Linked DNA regions of Sus scrofa: regions 2 and 3 are each linked to region 1. A link is a contact called in public Hi-C and HiChIP or PLAC-seq data. All regions are on one chromosome and are shown on one strand. Each heading gives the region's core, a stretch centred on a gene start, on an enhancer-like site or on the middle of the called end of the contact. The rest is flanking DNA. Distances are from core to core; before and after follow the strand shown.

Region 1 (5,160 bases), core at 1,552-4,051:
TCGGGGTGAGACAGACTTCCTCTGTGTCCCCACAGCCCTCATAATTCTCCAAGGGTTGGCCATACCATGCTGCTTGCAATTTACCTGTCTCCCCCACTAGACGACGAGTCCCCTGAAAGCAGAAAATGTGTGGATCTTGCTCACAGTGGAGCAGCCAGCTCCAAGCTTGGGCTGGCATGTTTTCATAGCTCAATGAACAAGTGAAAAGGAGGGACAAAAGCCAGTCATCATGTACTCCCTGCTCATGATTCCATCTTCGGGTCTTGTGCTAACTGTTCTTTGCACCCGCTGCTTCCCCAACCAATGTTCTCAGGCAGGCTCAGCCATGGGTCCTATCCGTCAGTTTGTACACTCCTCTATAGAAGCAGTAACCTGCAGCTCACTTATCTACCCCACTTGATTTTGAATTTTTTTTTTCTTTTTAGGGCCACACCCAAGGCATATGGAGGTTCCCAGGCTAGGAATCCAATCAGAGCTGCAGCTGTCAGCCTACAACACAGCAACACAGGATTTGAGCCACACCTGTGACCTACACCACAGCTGACGGCAACACAGGATCCTTAGCCCACTGAGTGAGACCAGGGATTGAACCTTTGTCCTCATAGATGCTAGTCAGATTCGTTTTCACTGAGCCGCAATTCACTGAACTCTGACCCTGAACTTCCTGAGAGCAAGGAATTCTCTGTACGCCCATAAAATACAACGGGAGGTGTGTGTGAATGAAGCTTATAAATTAACTGATGAATTTAAATAAGCTTCTTCTGAACAGCAACCCTATCTTTATTTCTGGCCAGGTAGATTCTGAGTAAATCCACTTAACCGAGCTCAGCCAGTTTCTTTACCCCTTCAGCAGAAACATTATTCTGGGTTCACGTTATTACTGGGCAGACCTGAGGAGTAAGGACTGGCAACTCATCACCTGTTTCTGCATCTATAACGTGGGGCTGCTTCCCTCTAAACTCAGGAAGAGTAGATCAGTGTTGCACACAAGATCAGTGCTCAGGGTGTCTCTAAAGCTTTCTAAACTGCAGTGGAAGGTTCTGGTTACCAGGAAGGATGACAACACTGGAGGGTGGACCGGGTCTGTGTGAGCAGGGGCGGGGCAGGGGTGCACCGAAGTGATGATTAGGAGAGCCCCCATTTTTCCACCCGTAATCCCAAGATTTTCGGCCTCCCCGTCCCTCTTTCCTTTCCAAAGCTTTCCAGGGCTCGGAGCCCCTCCCGCCTCCAGGGGCAGGAGGGGTAGGTTTGGCCGAGTCCGGGCCCGGGGCGCCAACTCGGCCGGTCTCCCTGTCAGAGCCTCTGTCTGGGGCCCCACCTGCAAAATGGCTCCTCTAAGGCTCTTCCAGCCTCAAGCCCGTCTTCTTCCACCTCTCGGGTGCAGACTCTCCCTCCCACTCCGACCGCGTCTCCCGACCCGCGCTATGACCTAGCCCTGGACCCGGCTCCGGGCGCGTCCCACCGCCCGCCACCGCTACAACCCGGATGCGGCCGAGACACCGCGAGATCCGGGAGGTGGGGCGCCGGAAGTCGGGCCAGTCTCGCGAGACCTGGCGGAGCGGAGCCGGGAGGGCCTGTGGAGTGTGGAGGTCGTTGGAGTCACTTTCTTGCTGCCAGCTCGTTTGCCGGCCGGTCCTCTCCCCGCACGCCCCAGCCATGCTCTCCGCCCTCGCCCGGCCTGCCGGCGCCGCTCTCCGCCGCAGCTTCAGCACCTCGGCCCAGGTAGGCCCTGCGAAGCAGAGGCTCCCCTGCGTAGGCCACGTGTGTTGCTGGCTCGCTAGCAGCCTGACTCCCAGGTCAGCCTGGACCGCGGGGCCGCCCGGTGCCGACCCGCGGCTGTGGCCCCCTCGGCCGGCCCTGATACCCCGCAGGAAGTGCGGGAGTAGGGGAGAGGCAACTCTAGGACCGATGCGCTTCTCCGAGCCCCACAGCTCGCCTCCAGGTCCTCCAGAGGGCCTGCTCCTTCCAGGTTGAAAAGCCAGGGCTCTCGAGCCGAAAGCCACTTATTTTCCATAGTACTTTGAGAGACTAACCTCGTTCTTCCTGCAGCGTCTGTACAAATAGTGTGTAATTTTTAACTCCGTAGTGCAGATAAACGCTGAAGGTAGAGCACTGGTTCAAGGTTACACAGTCTTTCGGCCAAAGTTTTAAAATTCAGCTCTCCTGACCACCGTCAGTGACTTTTGGAACAACAAGCTTTTCCTCTAAGAATCTGAAGACGCTGCTTCCTCTTAAGGACCTTTTGAAGGCTCCTTCCTGCTGCCGGCGGACTGGGCCGGCCCCCACGCGGTGTAACAGTACATGATGTGGGCCTGGGACTACTTAAGCCTAACCTATTTTTAGCCGTCTTCTAGGGCAGCGATTCTCAAACTCTGGTGTGAGTTAGGATCACCTGGAAGCTGATGACGATCGGAGGCGAAGGCTCATTAAAGGAGGTTGGGATCCGGGCCTAAGTATTTTTACCAAGTGATTCTCATATAGCCAAAGTCTGAGAAGCCTGGAGATACCCACATTGCCTCTTAGGTACCACACCCAAAGGGGAGGTGGTTATTGAATGAGATTCCTCATTTCTTGTTTAGCTTCTGTCTTTCAGATCAGTTTGCTGTGAGTGGAATTCATTTTTAAAATATAGAAATAAGCGCATTGAGTATTCATGTTTGCCAAAAATTGTCCTTGGGGCTGCAAGTGATACCATGATGGCTGCACTTTGGCCAACAAGGAGTAAATGTAGGATAGGTGGAGGGGATGAAGATAGATGCTGAGGAGTGGGGAAGGGAACGCAGTGAAGCTAAGGCAATGGGATTCGCTGACAGGTGATTTAACGAAGGGTATTGAGAGAAAGGGGACCATGGAGGACAGCAAGGCTTTGGGCTTTCGAGTTGAGGTGTGCCAAGATGATACAGATTGTTAGAAGAAAAGGAGATGGAAGGGGCAGATATCCGGAGCTCAGAATTGATTTGTGTTGTTTAAAATGCCTATTCAGGAGTTCCCATCATGGCTCAGCTGTAACCCGACTAGTATCCATGAGGATGTGGGTTCGATTGCTGGCCTCTTTCAGTGGGTTAAGGATCCGGAGTTGCTGTGGCTGTGGGGTAGGCTGTCAGCTGCAGCTCCCATTCTGCTCCTAGCCTTGGGACTTCATATGCTTCAGGTGCGGCCCTAAAATGAAGAAGAAAAAGAAAAAGCCTATTGGATGTACAGGAGGAAATGTTGAGAAGGCAGTTTTTTTTTTAAGTCAGAAAGATGAGCTTAAGCCAAATAGTACATTGCCCTGCAGAGACCTTTGGATCGCGTATCCTTATCAGGAAAAAAATGTGATGAACATTCAACCTAAATGTATTTATTTTTCTCTATATGTACTAATAAATATAACACACACAACAAATTTTAAAAGTAACTATAACAGATTTTAAAAAGCAAGCTTGTAAGTGAAGTGTTAGAATATATCCATTTTCAAAGCCAGCTGCCAAATAGCACTGTTGACAACTACTCCTCCACCTGGAAAAGGTCATCAGATTAGGAGACAGTGCATTTACAAAGAGATCGAGAGCTAACCCGCAATACCAAAGGTCCTTATCTACCGTAAAGATTCCACCTCCTACAAACTGTGGGGGGGGGGTGTTCGTTTCATTTTTTGCTGCACCCGTGGCATGTGGAAGTTTCCTCCTATATGTCCAATGGGCCGAAGCCACTGCAATGACACCTGACCCTTAACCCACTACACCACAGGAGAACTCCCCAGTGTTTTTGTAAATATTGACTAAGTTGACGAAATCTCATAATATGCAAACACAAAACATCACTTCACCACACTGAAAGCAATCCCATCCTCCCCCACTGCTCCCCTGTGTTGTGTTCATCTTGTGTGTCCCTGATTCACTAAGGGACCCTAGTTGAGGGCACAGGTAGGTAGGTCTGTTTCTTGGTAGAGTTTAATTCTTTACCTGTTAGATAAAAACAAAAGCACAAACTTTGACACTTAGGTCCTCACGGCCGTGGAACTGGCTTGTGCGTCCCAGGTCGGAGCGCGTCAGTCTTGGGAGCCAGGCTGAGTCATCTGGGCGGGGGGAGGACCTTGAGAAGATTTTGTTGAGCAAGGAGACGATTAAAGTTTGAATTTTGAGAAGGACGGTATCGGCGTGGGGCTGAGGACCTAAGTTAGATGGTGGGATCTGTAGAAATCAAGGGCAGGTCGGGAAGACGTCTGAGATGCCAAGTCCTTCGTGCCCTAACCGACTGTCTCTGATCAGGGAAGAGGCAGGAGGTAGTTCGGCAGGTTTGGGTTTGGGTGAGCGCAGGTGCCATTTGGGAACAGGGGTGGGAGAGTTATTAGGATAAACTTGTTTACAGAGTTGGGTTTGTGGGACGTTGGTGCCTAACAAAACCGGGAATGTAGGGTTGGAATTGGGGAGTCCCTAGGATTGGAGACAAGATGGGGGAGTGATCATTGAAGATCTGGAGGTGGGTGAGGTGGCCAGCCCTCAGGTTCTCAGTTGGTCTGACTCGTTTTCCATGAAGTCAAGTGTCCGCCTTTAAAGCACCAGCTTAAAAAAAAAAACATGAATTCCATTCTTAGTTGTCGTCTATGCTTTTTAGAAATTTTAACGTCCCCAAGCAGATTACACCATGTGGGATTTTGGGGGGTTGGCTTGAGTTTTGATGGGCTTGATTTTTGGGGTTGATGGAAGCCCATTATTTGTAGCATCCGTTTCTCCCTTTGTCTCCTCCTCCCCTGGCAGTTGCCTGCCTGCTCCCCAGGAATCGGCCCCCTTCACATGTGTGAGTCGATTAGAAACAGCTTCACTGAGGTTGGCTGCGATTTTGGTGAGGCCTACAGGGAGGAGTGCCTTTTATCTAATGGAAGTGAGCTTGGGGGCAGGGCTTAGCTTTAAGGCAGCCCTTTGCCCTCAAATCCTGTGCATCTCACTGCTTGGCCTGTCAAGAGTTGGCAGGGGTCTGCTTCACGCTGGTAGGACCGGCTCACAGGTGGGAGCTCGTAAACATTTGTTGAGTTTTTTAAACTGCAGATGGAAGATAGGGCTGCTGTCGCCAGTCCCAGAGGCCAGTTGAGTCAAGTCTGCTCCCCTTTGGGAGGGTGGAGGCGGAATAAGCCCAGACTGTCGCACGTGGGTCTCCCCGGCTTCCAGGGCAGGGGTGGTA
Region 2 (5,160 bases), core at 1,946-4,445, 150 kb after region 1:
GGCTAGGCAGTAGGCAAGATATCTACGCAGTTCTACAAAAGAAACAAGAACCCAAGTGAAAAATGGGCTAAAGGACTTGATAGACAATTCTTCAAAGAAGGTATACAAGTAGCCAATAAGAACAAAACAGACACTCCTGATATAATTAATCATTAGGGAAATACAAATCAAAACTAGGAGTCAAGGAGTTGCCGTCATGGCACAGCGGAAATCAATCTGTCTAGGAACCACGAGGTTGCAAGTTTGATCCCTGACCTCGCTCTGCGGGTTAAGAATCCGGTGTTGCCATGAGCTGTGGTGGTGTAGCTTGCAGACATGGTTCGGATGTGGCATTGCTGTGGCTATGGAGTAGGCCAGCAGTTGTAGCTCTGATTCAACCCCCTAGCCTGGGAGCCTCCATATGCCACAGTGCAGCCCTAAAAAGCAAAACAAAAACAAACAAAAAACCCTAGGAGGGGGTTCCTGTCATGGCTCAGTGGTTAACAAATCCGACTAGGAACCATGAGGTTGCGGGTTCGATCCCTGGCCTTGCTCAGTGGGTCAAGGATCTAGAGTTACCATGAGCTGTGGTGTAGGTTGCAGATGCGGCTTGGATCCCACATGGCTGTGGCTCTGGCATAGGCTGGCAGCTACGGCTCTGATTCGACCCCTAGCCTGGGAACCTCCATATGCCACGGGAGTGGCCCCAGAAAAGGCAAAAAGACAAAAAAAACCCAAAAACCAAAAACAAAACCCTAGGAGACAACACTTTATAGCCATCAGGATGGCTAGGTTTTTTTTTTCTGGTTTTTTTTTTTTTTTTTTTTTTTTTTAGGGGGAGGGAATATCAAGTTAGCAAAGATATGGAACGTTGGAACCCTTGTGCAGTGCAAGTGGGAATGTAAAATGGCCCAACCACCCTGGAAAACGGTTTCATGGTCCCTCAAAATGTTCAACACAGAACTACCATATGACCTAGCAATTCCACCCCTGGGTATATACCCAAGAGAACTGGAAACTGGTTCCCAAACACATACTTGTACAAGAATGTTCACAGCAGCACAATCACAATACCCAAAAGGTGTCCATCAGCAGGTGAACGGATAAACACGTTAATAAGTCCACACAAAGGAATATTATTTCACCATAAATAGGACTAAAGTACTGATACATGTTACAGTGCAAATGAACCTTGAAAACATTCCACATGAGAAGCCTGTCATGAACGGCTACATGTTACATGTTGCCTGATTCTGTCTATGAAATGTCTAGAATAGGCAAATCCATAGAGACAGAGAGATTAATGGTTGCCAGGAGCTGGGGGGTGGGAAAATGAGGAGTAAGCACCAATGGGGATGAGGTTCTCTTGGTGGGGGTGATGAAATAAATGCTCCAGAATTAGATAACTGTGAGGTTTGGTTCTGCAAATAGCTAAAAACCACTGAATTGTACAATTTAAAAGGGTTATTTATTTATTTTTTTTGGCTGCGCTTGTGGCATGCATTAGTTCCCAGACCAGGGACTGAACCTGCACCATAGCAGCAACCCAAGCTGCTGCAGTAACTATGCCAGGTCCTTAACCCACTGTGTCACAAGAGAACTCCTAAAAGGGGGAATTTTATAGTATCTCAATAAAGCTGTTATTTCAGAAAAGGCAACAAGCAAAAATGGGGGAGTCAGGAGTGCTCACTGTGGCTCAGTCGGTTAAGAACCCAGCATAGTGTCCAAAAAGATATGGGTTCGCTCTGTGGGCTAAGGATCCGCTGTTGCCACAAGCTGCAGCGTAGGTCGCAGATGCAGCTTGGATCCAAGTTGCTGTGGCTATGGCGTAGGCCCAGCAGCTGTAGCTCTGATTTGACCCTTAGCCCTGGAATTTCCATATGCTTCAGGTGCGGCCTTAAAAAGAAAAAATGTGAGTCAGAGGGCTTGCATATCTGGAAGGAGGTGGTAGGAGAGAGGGAGGGTCTCAGCATTTGGGGTAGGCCGTTAGGGCTAGAGTACAGAAAATCAGTCAAAATTATGAGGGAACATGTCTGTGTTTACAGTGGTGGTGTGTGTGGTGAATATACAAGGACTTTTTTTTTTAATGATTTTTATTTTTTCCATTGGAGTTGATTTACAGCGTTCTGCCAATTTCTACCACAGTGTTCTGTCGATTTCTACTGTACAGCAAATATACAAGGACTTTTTGCAAACAGGGCATCTCATTTTCAGTGTTCAGCTGTTGGTTGAATCAGCTCATCAGCCAAGTGTGCACCAGGCAAAGCCTGGAATTGGTGGAACTTTGGGAGTGAAGGGCTTAGTTGGTGAAAAGGTGAAAGGAGAGTCAGGCACAAAGGAGGCAAAAGCAGCTGGGAGACTGGGACATCAGCAAAAGTCAGGGGTACTTAGTAGAATCTAAGCTCTGGAATTCTTGAGTTGTTTGGTAGGGTTACTTTTCTTTTCTTTTTTGGCCACACCTGCATCCAGGGATCAAACCCAAGTCACAGAAGTAACAATGCCAGGTCCTTAACCGTCTAAGCCACCAGGGAACTCCCGGACATCCTACTTTAATGAGTCCTTTTAGTTAAATCTTAAGGGACAAGTTGCACTCAACAAGCTGAAAGATGTGAGAGATGCCCAAGATGCCCCCTGGGTCGCCAACATCACTCATTTTCCAATGGATTCTATTGCCCTTAGAATAAAACACCTCCCTGTGGCCTAGAAAAGCCCTGAATGGTCTGGCCCTTACCAGCTTTCCTGACTCATCTCCTAGCACGTTCCTCTTTGCTCCAATCACAGTGGCCTTCTCGCTGGTCCTTCTGCAGGCCAGGCCAAATCCCCAAGGAAGGACCTGGAATCATCCACCCCAAACCTTTTCATGGCCAAAAGATTCATGGCTGGTTCCCCCTCATTACCCAGGCCCAGCTCAAGCCTCACCTCCTTAGGGGCCACCCCTGACCACCCAACCCCTCCCATAACATCCCACCTGCTTCATATTCTTTGTAGCACCAATCACTAGGCGAAACTCTCTTGGCTACAGATTTGTTTAATGGCTTATCGCGGTGGTCTCTTGCAGGTAACCTCTGGGCCACGCAAACAGGAACCCATTTAGATCTCACCTTGCTCTGCAGCCCCGGAGGCCAGCACAGTGTTCAGGTTAGTACAAAGGTGCATACCCTCCACTCACTGGACAAATATTTGAGCACTTGCTGTGTGTGAGGTCCTGGCACAAAGTCAAGCACAACAGACCCAGCCCCAGCCCTCAAAGGCCCCCTGGGCTGCTGGAGGACACGGCCAGTGGAGGCGGTGGAGGCGGCTGTCTGCTGAGACGCAGGAGTGAGTGCTGTCCCTGGGGAAGTACAGGGTGAAGGGGGCTCCTAGCCCAGACCGTGGCGGGGAGGGGGTATCCGTGCAGGCCTTCTGGAGAATCCGAAAGCTGAGCCAGGAGGCTAAATAAGAGTTGACTAAGGGGAAGGAGGAGAGAGAGTGACGTGTATTCCAGGCAGAGAACAGCATGTGCAGAGGCCCCATGGGAAGAAAGCCCAGACATTAGAGGAATTGAAAGTGGTTCAGCCTGGCGAGATCCTGGCAGCAAGTGATAAGGGATGATGTTGAAAACACAAGCAGAGCCAGGCTGTGCAGGACCTTGTAAACTGGGCTGAGCAGTTGAAGGAAGCACTGGGGAGCCATGGAAGGGGTGTGAGCAGGGGAGTGGCAATATCAGCTGTGCTGACGTTAGAGAGCCCACTGTCCTTGTGGAATAGGGAATGGGTTGGAGACAGAAGAGGCCAAGGTAAGAAATGGTTAACAAGAAGCAAAGAGTTTCCAACAGTGTTTGGGAGATAGGATCCGTAGGTAGGATCTAGTGACTAGTTTTTCGGGGGTGGGGACTGTTGAGCACACCACTCAGGTTTCTAGCTTAAGCTAGTGGTTGGTAATGCTACTTACTAAACAGGGAAACCCAGGTTTAGGTGGACGCGACGGAGTTCTGAGTGGCAGAGGTTGAGTTTCAGGAGAGCGTGGGACAGGCAAATTCGCTTTGGGATTATTCCGTGAGTTTCTCAAGGGCAAAAGCTCTGGCTTATTTAGCCATGTGCTCCTAACCCCTCTAGGCCCTGGCCCACAGAACACCGAAGTGTACACAGAACCACAGAAAGCAGCAAACAGAATCAGCGTTGATAAATAAATAACTGGCTGGAAAACAGGTTTCAGGTAAACCCCACAGGACGGGAAAAATTGGGGAGCCTGAGAGTCTCGCTCAGAATGGACTAGGTTACACCGCTCTGATGCCCACCCCTCCTTGGTCATTAACATTTATTTCTCACTCACTCCACCTGTCCATCGGGAGTTGATGGACGCTTTCCTCCAGGTGGCCCTGATTCAGGGACCCGGGCCGATGAAGTCTCCTCTGCCTGGAATGCCACTGGCCACCTTGAAGGATGGCATTTTGTGCTTGGGTCCCTGAAGGCTCCCGCCTGGTGGATACCTCCCCTCACATTTCATGGGTCAAAGTGCCAGGATGGGGAAGAATGGGGCCTGTTGGTGCCCAGTACTGATGAACACTGAGAATCTCAGCTTCTAGTCCTGGATCCACTCTGCAGACCTGGACCAGTCATTTTCCCTCTCTGAGCCTCAGTTTTCCCTGTCTGTAAAAAGCGATGGGAGTTCCCATTGTGATTCAGCGGTTAACGAACCCAACTAACATCCATGAAGACGTGGGTTCGATCCCTAGCCTCGCTCAGTGGGTTAAAGCAGCGAGCTGTGGTGTGGGTTATAGACATGGCTCGGATCTGGCATTGCTATGGCTGTGGTGGAGGCGGGTGGCTACAGCTCTGATTTGACCCCTAGCCTGGGAACTTTCATATGCCTCCGGTGCAGTTAAAAAGACAAAAAAAAAAAGGGGGGGGGATGTAATGCTTTCCTTTAATTGAGCATTGATGGAGCACTTTGTTTAGATGGAGCAGGGGAGTCCAGGAAGCTGTGTTACTTCTTTTTTTTTTTTTTTTTTTTTTTTTTTTTGTCTTTTTGCTATTTCTTGGGCCGCTCCCGCGGCATATGGAGGTTCCCAGGCTAGGGGTCCAATTGGAGCTGTAGCCACCGGCCCACGCCACAGCCACAGCAATGCAGGATCCGAGCCGCATCTGCAACCTACACCACAGCTCACGGCAACGCCGGATCGTTAACCCACTGAGCAAGGGC
Region 3 (5,160 bases), core at 715-3,214, 140 kb before region 1:
ACTCGTCCTTTGACTATTAATAATTGCGACTATTTCCTCCTGGTCTGTCCTTTGTCTTTTAACTTTGCCTATAGGACTTTGTCACACATCAAATTTTTATTTTTTAGCCTTTTTTTTTTTTTGAACCACAACCTCTACATATGGAAGTTCCCAGGCTAGGGGCTGAATTGGAGCAGCAGCTGCTGGCCTACACCAACACCTGATCCGAGCTACGGCTGCAACATATACCCCAGCTCCCGGCAACGCCGGATCCTTAACCCAATGAGCAAAGCCAGGGAGCGAACCTGAGTCCTCGTGGATACTATTCGGGTTTGTTGCCGCTGAGCCACAACAGGAGCTCCCCACATTTTGATTTTTAGGTAAGTAGATTTCTTAGTCATTTACGGATTCTAGGTTAACGCAGAGAGGTCTCTTGGAGATTAACACAAATTCTCCCAAGGGTTCTTTTAGGACTTTTTTTTCCTTTTCTTTTAAAAGGGTGTTTACCTCTTTTGTCTCTCAGGAATTTATATTAGTGTGAGGTCTGAGGTGCGTAGCTAACTATTTTCCCCCCAGCTGGCTGGTGAGTGTGATTTGAGGAGGAAGGGTTAAGAGACAGGAAGGCCCGTGAGCAGAGTGATTTAAGAGGAAGTTTCCCTGGTCGTAGGTGGAAATTGGAGGTGGCATGTGAATCAAGAACTGCTGAGATCATCCAAGTGACAAGTGACTCCAGGTAGGTCTGAACTAGGACAGAGACAGCTGGAAAGATAAGAAGGGAAGGAGGGCAGTCCTGGAGATGGAATCCATAGGACTCAGTTACTGCTTAAGGGGCGGGGGGGAATCAAAAGAAGCCTCCTGTTTCCTGCCTCAGTCACGCTATTAGCAGAAAGGAAACTCGGTGTTTTGTACTCTGGCTTCACAGAAGCAGGGCCCAAAAATTCAGAGGCAAAGTTTAAATCTTCTCCGGGGAGATGTGCAGCAAGTCGGTGCAAAGGCTGGAGTGCCAGAGATCTGGGTGATGAAATGCCCCCCTGCTCTCTTGAGGGCCTTAGAGTAGGATGAAGGTATTCAGTCCCTTAGTGAGACACTGATGCCCCACCCTGACTGCTGGAGGACTGGTTCCATCGGGTGAATCAGACCAGCTCCTGACAGACTGGAATGGAGGAAGCCTACAACTGGGGTCACTGTAATAATTCTCTCTTTATATAGGACCTGACAGTTTTCAAAGCATCTGGTTGTCGCTGGTGGGTCCCAGCTTAAAGATGGGGAATGGGTTCTGAATGAAGCGAGTTGCCCACTGTTTCAAAAGGAACTCTCAGCAGAGCCTGTAGTAGCAGTAGCAGTCGTAATGATGATAATAGTAATACTTTACATTTCTAGAGCACTTATCGCACCGAGCTAAATTATTTACGAACATGAGTTATACCACCTAATCCTCCTAACCCTATGACATAGGAACCACAGTAGGAGGCAGAGGTGGACTCCTTACCCTCAACTGCGGCAGCCAGACTTTTCAAGGCGCCCTCTGCCCCCTCCCACGTCTTCAGTCCAGTCCTCGCCCCCTGCCTGCTCACTTCCTGCCTCCCCGACTCAAGCGGTTGGAGGGGCCCTGGACACTCTGTCCAAGCAGCCTCGCCATTTTCAGATGAGGGAACTGAGGGCCGTGGAGGAGAAAAAGGCGCGAACACACTCGAGCGGCGCGGCTCACGACCACTGCCCTCCCCTGCACCTCAAGGGCAGCAGAAGCCGCCGTCAGCCCGGGGCGGCGGGGGCGGGGGGAAGAACCGCTCCCTGCTGGGGTACAACCCACCAAGTTCCCAGGCCTGGCGGTGGAGCTGGGACGCTGAGGGGGCGTGGCCGCCCGGGCTGTACCAAGAGCACAGATTCGCAGGGGGGAGGCCTGGCCCCGGAAGCAAGCGTGCGGCCGGGTTGGGCAGAGCGGCGCAGCCACTGGCCACGCCCCCACACCCTGGCCGGCGCCGGCGGTGGTAGCGCCTCAGTGGTGCGGGCCTGCGTCCTGCTCAGGTATCCGGAGTCCTGCCGGCAGCCCTCGGTGAGTGTGTGTGTTCGCAGGTGCTGGGATGGCGGGGTCGGGACGCTAAGGTTCTGGGTGGCGGGGCTGCTAGACACCCGAGGCTTCCTGGGCGCCTCGGCCTCCTGGGCCCTGCGCGCTGGGGCGGGCTTTCGGGCCGGATCGCTGCCGGTATCGCCTGATTCTCGCACGGAAAGCGCGACTCCCATCTCGGCCCTTCCTGGGGTGGCCCATCCCCTCGAGCTGACCTCTCGAGGTGACTGGAGAGTCGTCTTTTCCAGTGCCTAGGACGCCCCGATGGCCCTTCGGCGGAAGACCAGTTCTTGGCGTGAGAGGGCTCGGGCTCCAGCCCCCACGCCGCCACCCTCCTGGGAAGTCACTTTTCCTTCCTGAGCCTGAGTTTCCCCGTCTGTACTGTGGGTCTCAGGAATTGGGTTAATTAGCGGGAGGACGCGCTCGATGTCTGCAGGTGGGGCTCAAATCTGACCCCGCAGCATCAGGTGGGCTCAGTCGAGGGCTCAGAGGAGCCTGCCAGCCCGGTCTCTGTTGGGAAATGTTCTGCGTGCCATCGAGGCCCCCGAATCCCTGGGGGATAGTTCTTCTGGCGGGCAGGTGCTTTGCCGGGCTCTGCTGAACAGCCGCTACACCTTTAGCTCGTCAGAGCAATTGGGTAAGAAGTCGAGGTCTCCTGGGCAGCGAAGACAGTCACCATTGTGTAAGCTGGTGACAGCGATTTGGGGTCGTTTCAGAGAACGTGGCTGCCTCATCTCTTAGATCAACACAATACAGCCTTCCCTCTGAATTTGGCTGAAGTAGAGAATAGACCAGAGGAGACTGGGCTGGAATGGGTAGTCCTGGGTTTGAACTTTGGCATCTTGTCAGGGCACTTAACTTCTTGGAGCCTGTTTCCCCAATGGTGGCGCAAGCTACCTACAGGCCCCCACAGGGTTGAGCTTCTGAGGATCAAAAGAGAGAGTCTGGGAGTTCCTGTGGTGGCTCAGGGGCTGACAAATCTGACAAGGAACCATGAGGTTGCGGGTTTGATCCCTGGCCTTGCTCAGTGGGTTAAGGTTCTGGCGTTGCCATGAGCTGTGGTGTAGGTTGCAGACGCGGCTCGGATCCCGTGTGGCTGTGGCATAGGCTTGGCAGCTGCAGCCTAGCAACCCCGTTATCCCACAGGTGCGGCCCTGGAAGAGGCAAAAAGACAAAAAGAGAGAGGGTCTTGGAGGGTGACACTGAGAACTGTAACAAGAGAGCTGAGCAGTTAACTAACTCCCTCCACCCCACCCCACCCCACCCCACCCCACCCCACCTCACCTCCGAGATCCAGTGTTCCCTCTGTGCAATGCTGTAGTTCCTCTCCCCTTTGGGTAGAAGGCATTAATTCATTAACCATTCACAGTTCATCTACGCACATCCCCTGTGTGTGGTTGGGGGGTCAGCTGGATGGGGAAAGCAGTCCAAAAGTCCCAGTTAGTAAAGCAGCCGACCCTGAAGAAAGCACTTTCCTTTCTTTGTGTCCCTTTAAGTTTTCATTTCCCTTTTGAGAAAGTGGTCAGTTCTTGAGCGTCTCATGATTTTCATGCCATGTCAGGTAGAAAACGGTTGCATTGGGCAGATAGCTTAGTCATGTCTAAGGAACTGGCCTGCATTTCCGAGAATGGAAATCTTCCAGTTGGCTTGTAGTGTGAAAAACTTCAGGGTCATCGTAACTCTCTCAAATCCCTCGTGTCTACCACTTAAAAAAAATTAGAGGCAGGTGTGAGGTGAAAGGAACCTCAGGGATGAACTTCAGCACCTGGAAATGGCCTTGACTGCCGTCCGCGCCCGAAGCACTGGGGCGGTGTGCGTTTGTAAACAGCCGTGGGAGTTGTTTGTTGCCACACCAGCCTTAATTTTAGGACCTGTTGGTGACCCTGAATTGATCCCTTGTTAACCTGGTGAAAATCAGGGTCTAAGTTAGATCATAAGTTCATGTGTACCTAGGAGATAGGCTGTTTGAAATCAGAACAGCTTGGCAGCTCCAGAGCTTTTACTTGTTAAATTCATGGAATCTTTCAAGTTCATAGGAATGTAACTCTGAAGCAACCTGCCCTGCCCCCCTCCCCGGCCCTCGCCCCGTGGCGGCTTCTGTAGTGGTAGGATTTTTCATAGATCCAGAGGGCCCCGCTGCCCTTGCAACATCTCTCCTTCCTCCTGCTTCTGGAAGGAGCAGGGCCCTGGCTTGAGGGGGCCAGGGAACCTGAGTCCCAGCTCAGGTACTAACACTGTGTGCCTTTCAACAAACCACCTGAGGGCCTCAGTTTGGTGCTTTGGGATTTAACTTTTATCTCAGATTCGTTTAAGTCTAAAACATCAGAAAAAAGTGAAATGGAGAAATGACTGTTTTTATTAAAATATTTTAAATTCTGTTCACACAAATACCAAGTGCTCATTATTTTTAAAAATACTATCATAGAAATACCCAGTTTAGGGGGTTCCCGTTGTGGCACAGCGGAAACAAATCTGACCAGGCACCAAGAGGTTGCAGGTTCGATCCCTGGCCTTGCTCAGGGGGTTAAGGATCCAGTGTTGCCGTGAGCTGTGGTGTAAGTCGCAGATGTGGCTCGGATTCAACCCCTAGCCTGGGAACCTCCATAGGCTGCGGCCCTAAAAAAAGCAAAAAAAAAAAAAAAAAAGAAAGAAAAAAACTACCCCAGTTTAATAGTGACAATAGTGAACATCCCTCAGTCTTACACTGAGATAGAAAATCACTGCCAGTGGTGTAGTATATATTCTCCAGATATTTTCCTTCACATAATGTTTACTACCTAGAATTTTTTTTTTTAAACTTAAAACAGCAGGAATTTTTTACTATTTTATTTATTTATTTATTTTTTTGTCTTTTTAGGGCCACACCCACGGCATATGGAGGTTCGCAGGCTATGGGTCGAATCAGAGCTATAGCTGCTGGTCTACACCACAGCGACTTGGGATCTGAGCCGCGTCTGCGACCTACACTACAGCTCACGGCAACACCAGATCCTTAACCCACTGAGCAAGGCTAGGAATCGAACCTGCGTCTTCACGTATATGAGTCCGGTTCGTTAACCACTGAGCCGCAATGGGAATTCCTACCATTTAAATTTAAAACACAGGAGTTCGCATCA

The links. A called contact is a pair of places that touch in the nucleus more often than the background predicts. HiChIP or PLAC-seq counts read pairs in DNA pulled down with a chosen protein or histone mark.
Region 2: a Hi-C map of liver shows a contact between it and region 1, with 7 times the contacts expected there. The contact joins the enhancer-like site here to the promoter of STYXL1 in region 1. A contact is called at or near these places in 1 of 5 promoter capture datasets (liver) and 4 of 47 Hi-C or Micro-C datasets (fetal skeletal muscle, liver and skeletal muscle).
Region 3: an H3K27ac HiChIP or PLAC-seq map of alveolar macrophages shows a contact between it and region 1. The contact joins the promoter of POR here to the promoter of STYXL1 in region 1. A contact is called at or near these places in 2 of 47 Hi-C or Micro-C datasets (both in liver) and 1 of 2 datasets of contacts at active chromatin or transcription factors (alveolar macrophages).

Annotation. Positions count from the first base shown.
Region 1 is chr3:10,129,149-10,134,308 of Sscrofa11.1, reverse strand. STYXL1 (serine/threonine/tyrosine-interacting-like protein 1) reads right to left here and starts at 2,801. Exons shown (of 15, transcript XM_021086298.1): 1 at 2,034-2,801. It overlaps MDH2 (malate dehydrogenase 2, NAD (mitochondrial)), which reads left to right and starts at 1,604. Exons shown (of 9, transcript NM_001244153.1): 1 at 1,604-1,722. The coding sequence starts at 1,657.
Region 2 is chr3:9,975,371-9,980,530 of Sscrofa11.1, reverse strand. No RefSeq gene overlaps it. Among named protein-coding and RNA genes, the nearest start is that of YWHAG, 17 kb to the left of the region's middle. Within about 2 kb of position 3,195, at least 31 of the 83 cell types and tissues checked have an H3K27ac peak or open chromatin away from gene starts, as enhancers often do. A contact at or near this core is called in liver and skeletal muscle, where this site is marked.
Region 3 is chr3:10,267,662-10,272,821 of Sscrofa11.1, reverse strand. POR (P450 (cytochrome) oxidoreductase) reads left to right here and starts at 1,964. Exons shown (of 16, transcript NM_001129959.1): 1 at 1,964-2,032.